Linked DNA regions of Gasterosteus aculeatus: region 1 is linked to region 2. A link is a contact called in public Hi-C data. All regions are on one chromosome and are shown on one strand. Each heading gives the region's core, a stretch centred on a gene start, on an enhancer-like site or on the middle of the called end of the contact. The rest is flanking DNA. Distances are from core to core; before and after follow the strand shown.

Evidence for each region. Hi-C and Micro-C count contacts between places; a contact is called where the count stands out from the background.
Region 1: a contact with region 2 is called in a Hi-C map of liver, with 1.8 times the contacts expected there. The contact joins the enhancer-like site here to the promoter of adarb1b in region 2. A contact is called at or near these places in 3 of 6 Hi-C or Micro-C datasets (liver, skeletal muscle and tail fin).

Annotation. Positions count from the first base shown.
Region 1 is chr16:4,831,963-4,836,364 of fGasAcu3.hap1.1, forward strand. All of the region lies in intron 1 of adarb1b (adenosine deaminase RNA specific B1b), which reads left to right. Among protein-coding and RNA genes, the nearest start is that of LOC120833594, 16 kb to the left of the region's middle. Within about 2 kb of position 1,524, at least 2 of the 9 cell types and tissues checked have open chromatin away from gene starts, as enhancers often do. A contact at or near this core is called in liver, where this site is marked.
Region 2 is chr16:4,783,151-4,787,495 of fGasAcu3.hap1.1, forward strand. adarb1b (adenosine deaminase RNA specific B1b) reads left to right here and starts at 2,574. Exons shown (of 10, transcript XM_040200825.2): 1 at 2,574-2,822. LOC120834271 (olfactory receptor 5F1-like) reads left to right here. Exons shown (of 1, transcript XM_040202185.2): 1 at 1-815. The coding sequence ends at 815.

The DNA of each region.
Region 1 (4,402 bases), core at 274-2,773, 48 kb after region 2:
ATGGGCTCAAATATCAGGGGATCCTGGACTCCTCTATTTCATTCTGTTTCTCTCTCTGCCTGTCTCCTCCACTTACCCCCATCCGATTGCATTTCAAAAGCCCTGCCTGTGTTTGTGTGTGGACGGTTCATTGCAGCGCATGGAGACACATGCGGTGCACACAGTTTGAACGTATGCGTCTCCCTTTTGTCCTTTTCCTGTCGGGATGGCTGGCTCACTCAAGGTGAAGATGGGCTACTACTACTGGGCCTGTGAAGCTGATTGCGTAATCGCCTGTGTGTCTCTGAAGGACAGTCTGATAAGGATGACCTCGAGTCCTACACATGGTGAGACAGGATATCTGGACCACCCTGTATTTATTTTAGTACTCACCTTCATGGAAGGGACGATAATAAATCCTCGCTTACAATCGTTTTAGTTCTTGTTGTTTTTTTGTTTGACATTTTCCCGAGCGCCATTGTTCATGGGCGAGCCGGAGACGCCACCGGCACCTGTGGCGTTGGTAACGAGAGGAGACATTCATCGCCTTCACTTGCGCTTCTCTTAAAGATTCTTGGTTTTCCTGCTAGAGGAGGGGAGGGGGGTGGTTAGAGATGATGGGGGGGGGTCGGACTGTGCCCCGTGGCGCCCAGATAGTGGCACCACGCTTTTTGCAGTCAATATGTGCAGGCAGCATGACAGGAAGCAGTAAGTAAGCTCTTACAATGTCCTATTTTTAAGTATGTATTGATACTACAAATATCCAAATTTGTGTGTTATCCGGGTTTTGCCGTGCGTTTTTAGTATCAATACACCGTTATTTACATCATCGACCCACAAGCAGCCCTTCACCTGCAGAGGTGCAAGCCAAACCCGCCGTGGCGGCGGGCACCCGGTTTTCTTGCGTCCCGGCGCCCCGTTCAGGTCCTCCACTGAATATTTAGCGCGCTGTTTGTGGCTCTCTGGCAGTGCGTTGCTGCTGGTGCTAGTCAGAGACGGGCTTTGGTCGAGCTTGTGGTCCTCGTTTTTACACAAGCATAAGACAAGGTAGACGTTTTTCTCCCATGATGTATTCATACTTAAACCAACTGTGAAATTCTGTAGAGGAGAACTGAGAAACCCTCCACGGTGCTCTTGAATATCTGCTGCCTTTCTCTTGGTGCATTTCTTCCTCTTGGTGTCTTTGCAGCAGGTCACATTGATTCCCTCCATTAATGACACAGTGTTTGGTCCTGATGATAATGACGAGGATCATGATGAAGGCAACCACTCACTAACAACACACCATATTATATCACATCATGTTGCTGCTACGAGGTCGGCCGCCTCGGGTGATTTATACCACATCCATACCGCCAGGAAGTAGGCCGGCAATATTTCACGGGTGTCATGAGCACCCCGGGTTTTTCTTTGTTTGAATGTGTGAATCTAAGCACCAGTGAAATGGGAGCGGCTGGAAAGGATGACCTTTGGTCTGATGCCTCAGGGTGGAGTGTGTCGCTGTCACAAAATAGAGCTGGGCTACCTATGAAGCTGAGAGGAGACTAGATTAGAGTTTATCTCTACTCCCCCTCCTTCTGAGGACACACGTATGGCCAAGAACACACACACACATACACAAACACACAGTGTATTTACTGAATGCGTGACCAAGGTTTTTGGCTCAATCAACAGCAGCCGGGGGCTTCGCTGAAATCTTTTCAATCTCTTGCTTTAGTTTGAGCATTTCAAGCTGAGGCATTTCAAAATTCTGCACCAGTGGAATCCTGAGCTTATATTTAATGCCTCGGCAAACCCTTCTGGACAATGATGTGGAGGTTCTGCTGACATTTTGATACCGAATCTGCTAGATTGACGTACATAAGTGAAGTGTTTTTGAAACGTCTTTCTGTGTTGCCTTTGATTATCTTACTGAAGCATTTAATGAGTTCCAGCCCCTTCGATATTAAAAAAAAATCCTGTAATAATTGACAAATGATGTCGGCCTCTCACAGGTTTTCACGTTCAGATTGGACCCATTGATGAATCCTGCAAAAAAGCTCAGCTTTGACCCCTCTGGTGTCAACCCCAATATACCCTTATATATATATATATATACTTAGCTCTCCAAAGTGACCAGCAGAATGTGCCCTGGAGGCCAAGCATCACCGGTAAGGTTTGAAGAAAGTGGAAGACTTTTTTTTCCCCCAGAGCAGCTTATGAGGTCTGCATGAACAAACGCTCAAGGTTTAAATGGGACATGAGTTTCCTTAATTTGGCGTCCGTTCAATGAGATCCTTCCAACATCCATCCTCTCCTCGTTGTTGTTGGAAAGCGACTGACTCCCTGTCTGGTTGAGTTCAGTTACGCCATCCATGTTTTGATAGAATTATGTTACTGTCGTTGCCGCAGATGCTCCGGCGCCATATGTTCCGTGTGAGCCAGTAGCCAGAGTGCTTCGACATCACCGCTGCCACGCTGATTAGCATGTATTTCTGTGTGAAGAGCCCATCTGGAGAGTACCTGAGTTCTTTCACACTTCTGCACCCACGTTCTGTTCGTCTTGTTTCTCACCGTCGTCGTCCTGTTGTTGTTGTTTTTTACTCTCGCTTGCCCCAGTGCATCACATGGCACATGCACTCTGGTTCCCGTCCACCCCTGCCTGTGACCGGACGGATCCGCTGTCAAAGTCCACGTTTGTTTTGGAGCTCGGTGACTGGAAGCCGGGGGGCCAGATGTGAAAACAATGCGTCCGCTCGGGCAAAAGCCGCGACGCAGGCTGCTGCTGTCGCTGATAGCGTGGGTTCGATCCCCGGAGAGCATGTCTGCTCACCGTCTCTGTGACATCTGTTTTGCTCTGTGCAAACTGCAGATAGGACGCGGTGCATCTGGAGGGGCGACAAGACGTCATCCATACGACTACAATAGCAGGGCCGTGTTTACGGATCTCCACGGGAACCTGGGTGCTGTGCACTTTGAGGATGAGTGAGGACCTGACATGTTGTGCACGTAGCAGGAGTATGTTTATACCTTTTTTGGCGTTATGGTGAACTGATTGATGCTGGAATCCTGAAGCCAATATTATTCTCTTTGGAAACGCAGCACTGGTTATATAACAAGTTTAGTGTGTGTGTGGTGTTTTTTTTGAGTGCGGCAAAAACAATATCGCATGTGATTGAGTAGTGTGTTTATTTTGGTTTAATGTTCGCTAACTAGCGTACCACAGTCGTGAGGCAGGATTGAACTTGTTTTAAGAAGTGATTGCTGACCTGATGGGAAAATGAGTACAGTTCCAATCAAAATGATTCAAGCCTCATGGTACATTAGGTTTATTGGTCAAAATACACATTTTGGATACTTGAATAATGTTGTGCAAATACCAACTTAGGACAGCAACTTTGTTTCATTCAGTAGCAATAATATTGTAAACGTAGTATAATGGTTTACTTTTTGGGACTTCAGGTAAACAAGCAGCAAAGGTAAGAACAAAACATGCCGCAAATGCCTGAAACCGTGTCTATTTTATTTTTTTAATATTATTTCATGAAATATCCGGACATCCCGGTTCCAATAGTGAACGCAAGGATACACAAAGCTCAGCTGAACAGGTGGAGGACTACTCTGGTCTAGTGGCTGTGATACGTTCACCACAGGTTGCTATCAATTCTAAAAATAAGCACATTTGTTGAATTAATTCAAAAATAATTTTGCGGCCACAATGGCCTGCAGACCCTGGAGATAGCTGTACCTTTCCCCGCTAATCAGCCTCCACGCCGTATTATCAGATTGTTTTGGTCCAAACCAATTTTCTTTACAACCCGACTGCTGTTGCTGCCGTTACTGAAACCGCCTTCACGCCCAGCAGGAGAAGAGCTGTGATTTCATCTGCCTCACCTTGATCAGATTACACACTGGAATTAAGATAATTACAGCTGTCGCTGATTAATGGGCGACTTAGTTATAATTATCACCCTGGATATGGCGAGACTGTAGGTAGGTGTGTGTGTGGTGTGTGTGTGTGTGTGTGTGTGTGTGTGTGTGTGTGTGTGTGAGGCAGAAAAAGACAGTGCATTTGTTAAGATGTGCGTACAAATCTCACGTGTGCATATTCTTCCGTGTGTGTGTGTGTGTGTGTGTGTGTGTGTGTGTGTGGCGCTGAAGTACAACAGAGAATAAGTAGTTGAATCATTATTTTAGAAATGATCATTTGTGTGCTCAGAGGAGACTGTTGTGCGCTGCTGAGTGTAAGAGCTGGTAAAACCCAGCATTAGCACACTAAAGTAGTATTATTGTATGAACTTTATTCAAATGACACACAGGGAGAGTAACTCGCACACACATTTTGGCCCAAGATTTCATCAATGTGCTGAGGACTTCCTACTTAATCAGTCATCATAGCTGTGCACATTGAGCCTGCTGTCTCTGGCTTATATCATATATTCAT
Region 2 (4,345 bases), core at 1,324-3,823:
TGGTAAATGTTGCTGTTATTGTGACCATCATCTTGGATAAGAACATGCATGAACCAATGTATATTCTATTGTGCACTTTGTGTATAAATGGACTTTATGGGACAACAGGTTTCTACCCAAAGTTTCTGTGGGATCTGCTGTCTGCTGTTCAAGTAATATCTTATTCTGGATGCATTTTTCAGGCTTTGGTGATGTACTCATTTGTCTGCAGTGATTTGTCCATTCTTGCAGTCATGTCATATGACAGATATGTGGCTATATGTCGACCCCTGGTGTACCACTCTGTCATGTCAAAGAAGATACTTTTAATGTTTATCTCTTTCTCCTGGTTCACACCTTTTTGCATTTCTGCCGTGACTATGATCCTCACATCTAGATTGAAGTTATGCAGCCCATATATTGCCAGACTTTATTGTGTGAATTTGAATATTGTGAAACTTGCTTGTTTAACAGCTGAAACTGTTGTTAACAACATAGTATCGAACCTAACAGTAACATTTTTCTTATTTCAGGGGTTTTTAATAGTTTGGTCATACGTGTTTGTCATCAGAACATGTGTGAATTCTTTAGAAAACAGGGCGAGGTTCATGCAGACATGTGTGCCACATTTAACCTCTTTGCTCTTTTTTGTTGTGACTATGCTTTTGGATGTCTTTAATCTGAAATTTGGTTCAAATCTCTCTCTAACCATTCAAAATGTTATTGCAATAGAACTTCTCATTTTACCTCCCATCATTAATCCTCTGGTTTATGGCTTTAAACTGACCAAAATTAGGATCAGAATTTTAAGTGTTATTACATTTAAAATTAAATGAAAAGGAAACTCAAACTCCTGAAAAAATGCACTTATATCATTTTTGTAAAAAGCCATGTGTTAAAAATGCAATGTAATTTGCTTTGGATAAAAGCGTCAGCTAAATGACCTGTATTGAAATGTAATGTATATGAAATCTTATACATCTACAAATGTAACTTTGCTCATATCGTAATTATATTCATGATAGCATAGTTCATTGTCTGCGTATAGCTACTGGTTAAATGTATATCTTATACATTTAAATGTACAAAATGTATGTCTGTCTCATACAAAATGTAGAAATTCCTAATAATTTCACCCCATAACCAACTGACAATCAACGTCTCCTATTTCTGGGAACTCTGCTCGCCCCTCCATCCTTCATCCTTTCTTTCTTATCCTTATAAATTCATCAGTGATGACAACATTTCTGATTAACAGCGCAGTATTGAAGTCTGATGAAACGTGTCCCTATCACGGCAAACATTTGATTGGATAGAATAAATTAGAAATATTGTTATTACACAAATTACAATCTCTTATTTCCCATCATTAGAATTTTGTGATTTTATGAGAAAATCAAACACTTTATGAATATATGAAATATGTTAGAATGTAGTAAGTATGTCATGGGTGGATTTAATGTAGTTAATACTGGAGTTTTGAGGCCACCTAGTGGACATAAACTGTCCATGCCATTTTTAAATTTAAATTGTGTACTTAGGAACTTTGAAACAGGCCAGTTATCATTGAAAATACATGTAATACCAATTATATTAAATATATAAATAGCAAATGGATCATCAGACCAATAATAGCAAAACTATACATTTAACCAGTAGCTATACACAGATAATGTACAATGCATGTTATCATTCAGCCCAAGTAAGGTACAGTTTACTCTTTGGCTTTTGGCCTTAATATCGTATAAATCATTTATTTTGTTACAGATATTCATTCAACATGTATCCTGACTATTTCTACTTCAAGATCTGAGATATTTATTGTGATGTGCACAGTTTAACAGGTTACTCTGTACAATGAAATTATTATTTATAGCATTGAGGCAAGAACAAAGTGAGAGAGACAGTGTCCCGTGCAGTCAGCTTTACTTTGAGTGTTTCAGTGTGAGTATTTAATCAACAGTAGCATCATGAGATTATTGTTTTACCTGTACACAAACACTGTGTTAGTATTAAAATTACTGCTGAAAAACGGACACGAGCAAGACTCCCAAACCTATCCCACTCGTAGAGCCCGGCGGGCCTTGACTGCACGAGTATTGGTATAACATAAAACCAATAATTCCATTTGACCATCTAGTTTGATAGTTGAAGAGGAAAATGTATGTCAGTGACCCAAGCCAAAATGAAAATAAAGACAAATCTTAAGTCAAATGAAATTGAGAATCTTGTGAGTTTGGAGACTACGTTCGTTCAGAGATCTGAGATTATTCCTGCGAACCACATTTGGGTGAGTGTTGTATATTGTGCAATGTTTGTATACGTTATTATGTCCAACAAAAGATTGGTGATGGAAGAGGTCTGGATCGAAAGATTCAGGCAAAAATAAGATCTGGTGGGAAACACTCAAAGCCGTTGCAATGTCCCACTGAAGTCAACATTTGATAACATAATGGCGTCATTTAAATCGGATCCCACATTTTTACTCTGTACGTTATGTAAACAGGTAATTTATTTAACGTTTCACTGGGTTGGTATTATTCCAAACACCTTTACCTCCTCGTTGCGCGCGAGAGAGAAAAAAAATGTGTCGTGTCGCCTCCGCACCGCTGGGCGGCGCTCGTGCATCGTCACCCACCGCGACAGAAACACCGAGACGAAGGAGACCGCCGACGGCCGGCTGAGAGCACCGCAGTGTGCACGCGACCGTACGGCAGCCCGGTCTCCCGTTCCTCCTCCTGCGACGACGCGCAGCGAAGCCGTCACCTTTGTTTTGAGGCGAAGTGGCGGAGAGGATCCCGAGGGATCCGAGGAAACACGAACTTCACGTCGCGGCGCAAACCGTGAGTGGGCTGTCGCCGTGTTATTTTGGGGTTTTGCGGAGGATGAGACGAACGCGGTTGCTAATGTGATTTGGGTTCCGGTTGTGTTTATGTAAGATCAGGCTGACAATCCAGGACGCGGTTCTTCACCCGGAGAAATGCGGATGGGGGCTCACCATCATATGGACTTCTTCCATTCGCGTTGCGAAATAGCCGTGTGTGTGTGTGTGTGTGTGTGTGTGTGTGTGTGTGTGTGTGTGTGTGTGTGTGTGTGTGTGTGTGTGTGTGTGTGTGTGTGTGTGTGTGTGTGCGCGCAGCGGGATTTATGGCTGTCATCCTCTTTCAGCGTTTGCCTGTCAGTGGAGCCGGCGGAGGTCTCGCCGGGAGACCGCGGCACGTAGCTGCGATGCCCGGGGAAACGGTGGCACGAATGCTAAGCTAAGCTAGCGCGGTGCAGGTACGCGCCTCAGTGTGCGTATGTGCACGCATGTTTTGCACAGCCCCGCTGAGCGGTGCGGAGGTTTGAACCGAGCGGACGCCGCGCGCTGACCTGCGTACTCAAACGAAGCGGCGCAAACCCGTGCGGCGTTTCGGAAGCGCCTCGTTTCGCTTCTGAAAAGTGCAACAACTGAGTTTGTTTTTTTACATAAAGGGGAAGCACGTGGACACTCCGAGAGGAATCCTGTTTTTGCTGCATCCGTGCTGTGACCGGTAATGCTGAGCGATGAATCCCGAGTGACGTCTCCCCACGATGCACCTTGACCTGTGGACGCTCTGCGTCACGTGGGTCAGTTACCTGTCCGCCAGCGCGCGCATTTCACCGGAAACAGTCAAACATAAAATACGTGAGAAAAGCCCCTCGCTATTGCATATGAGTGGCAACTCCGTTCCTCCTAATGTTCTGTGCGTAGCAGCATTAAAGCGTGATGCGGTTAGCTAGCTAGCTAGCTAGCCGTTCGCTCTCTGTGGTTGAATCGGCTTTGGTGTGTTTTCTTAAAAGTTATTGCATCTTTTAAAGCAAGGATTTAACAAGGTGGCACAATACTGAGAGATCCTGCGGGTATGCCAAAGACTTACGTTATTTAAAGAGTCGACACGCGTGAAACACAAAAGTATGAAAATCGCACAGCATGTTTGCGGCCTGGTTCCTAAACGCTGTGGGTATTTCTTTGCTAATATCTCTATATATATCTTTATATCTAATAATATATTTTTGAGCACTTGGATGGTCTGTCTGTCCATTTCTGTCCATCATTGTCTTAAGGTGAGAGGTTCAAGAGAGTCCTTGAAAAAGGTCTCTTGTGGCTCACGCCGCAGATTTCTCTCTGTTAAAATATGAGTCTACTTGGCGGCTGGTGCGTATCGATGTATCTGGGGTCAAAAAAAGTTAATAGAAAGCTGTTTGTAGGTTTTCCAGTGGATGGAACGCAAGCTGCAGCGTTCGGCTCCTCGCTGCTCATAAGAAATTACAGCGTTCTTCTCTGATGGTTTCACTTCGGTGTGACACTGGGCTGTTGTGGGCTGCTAGTGGCAATAAATTCACT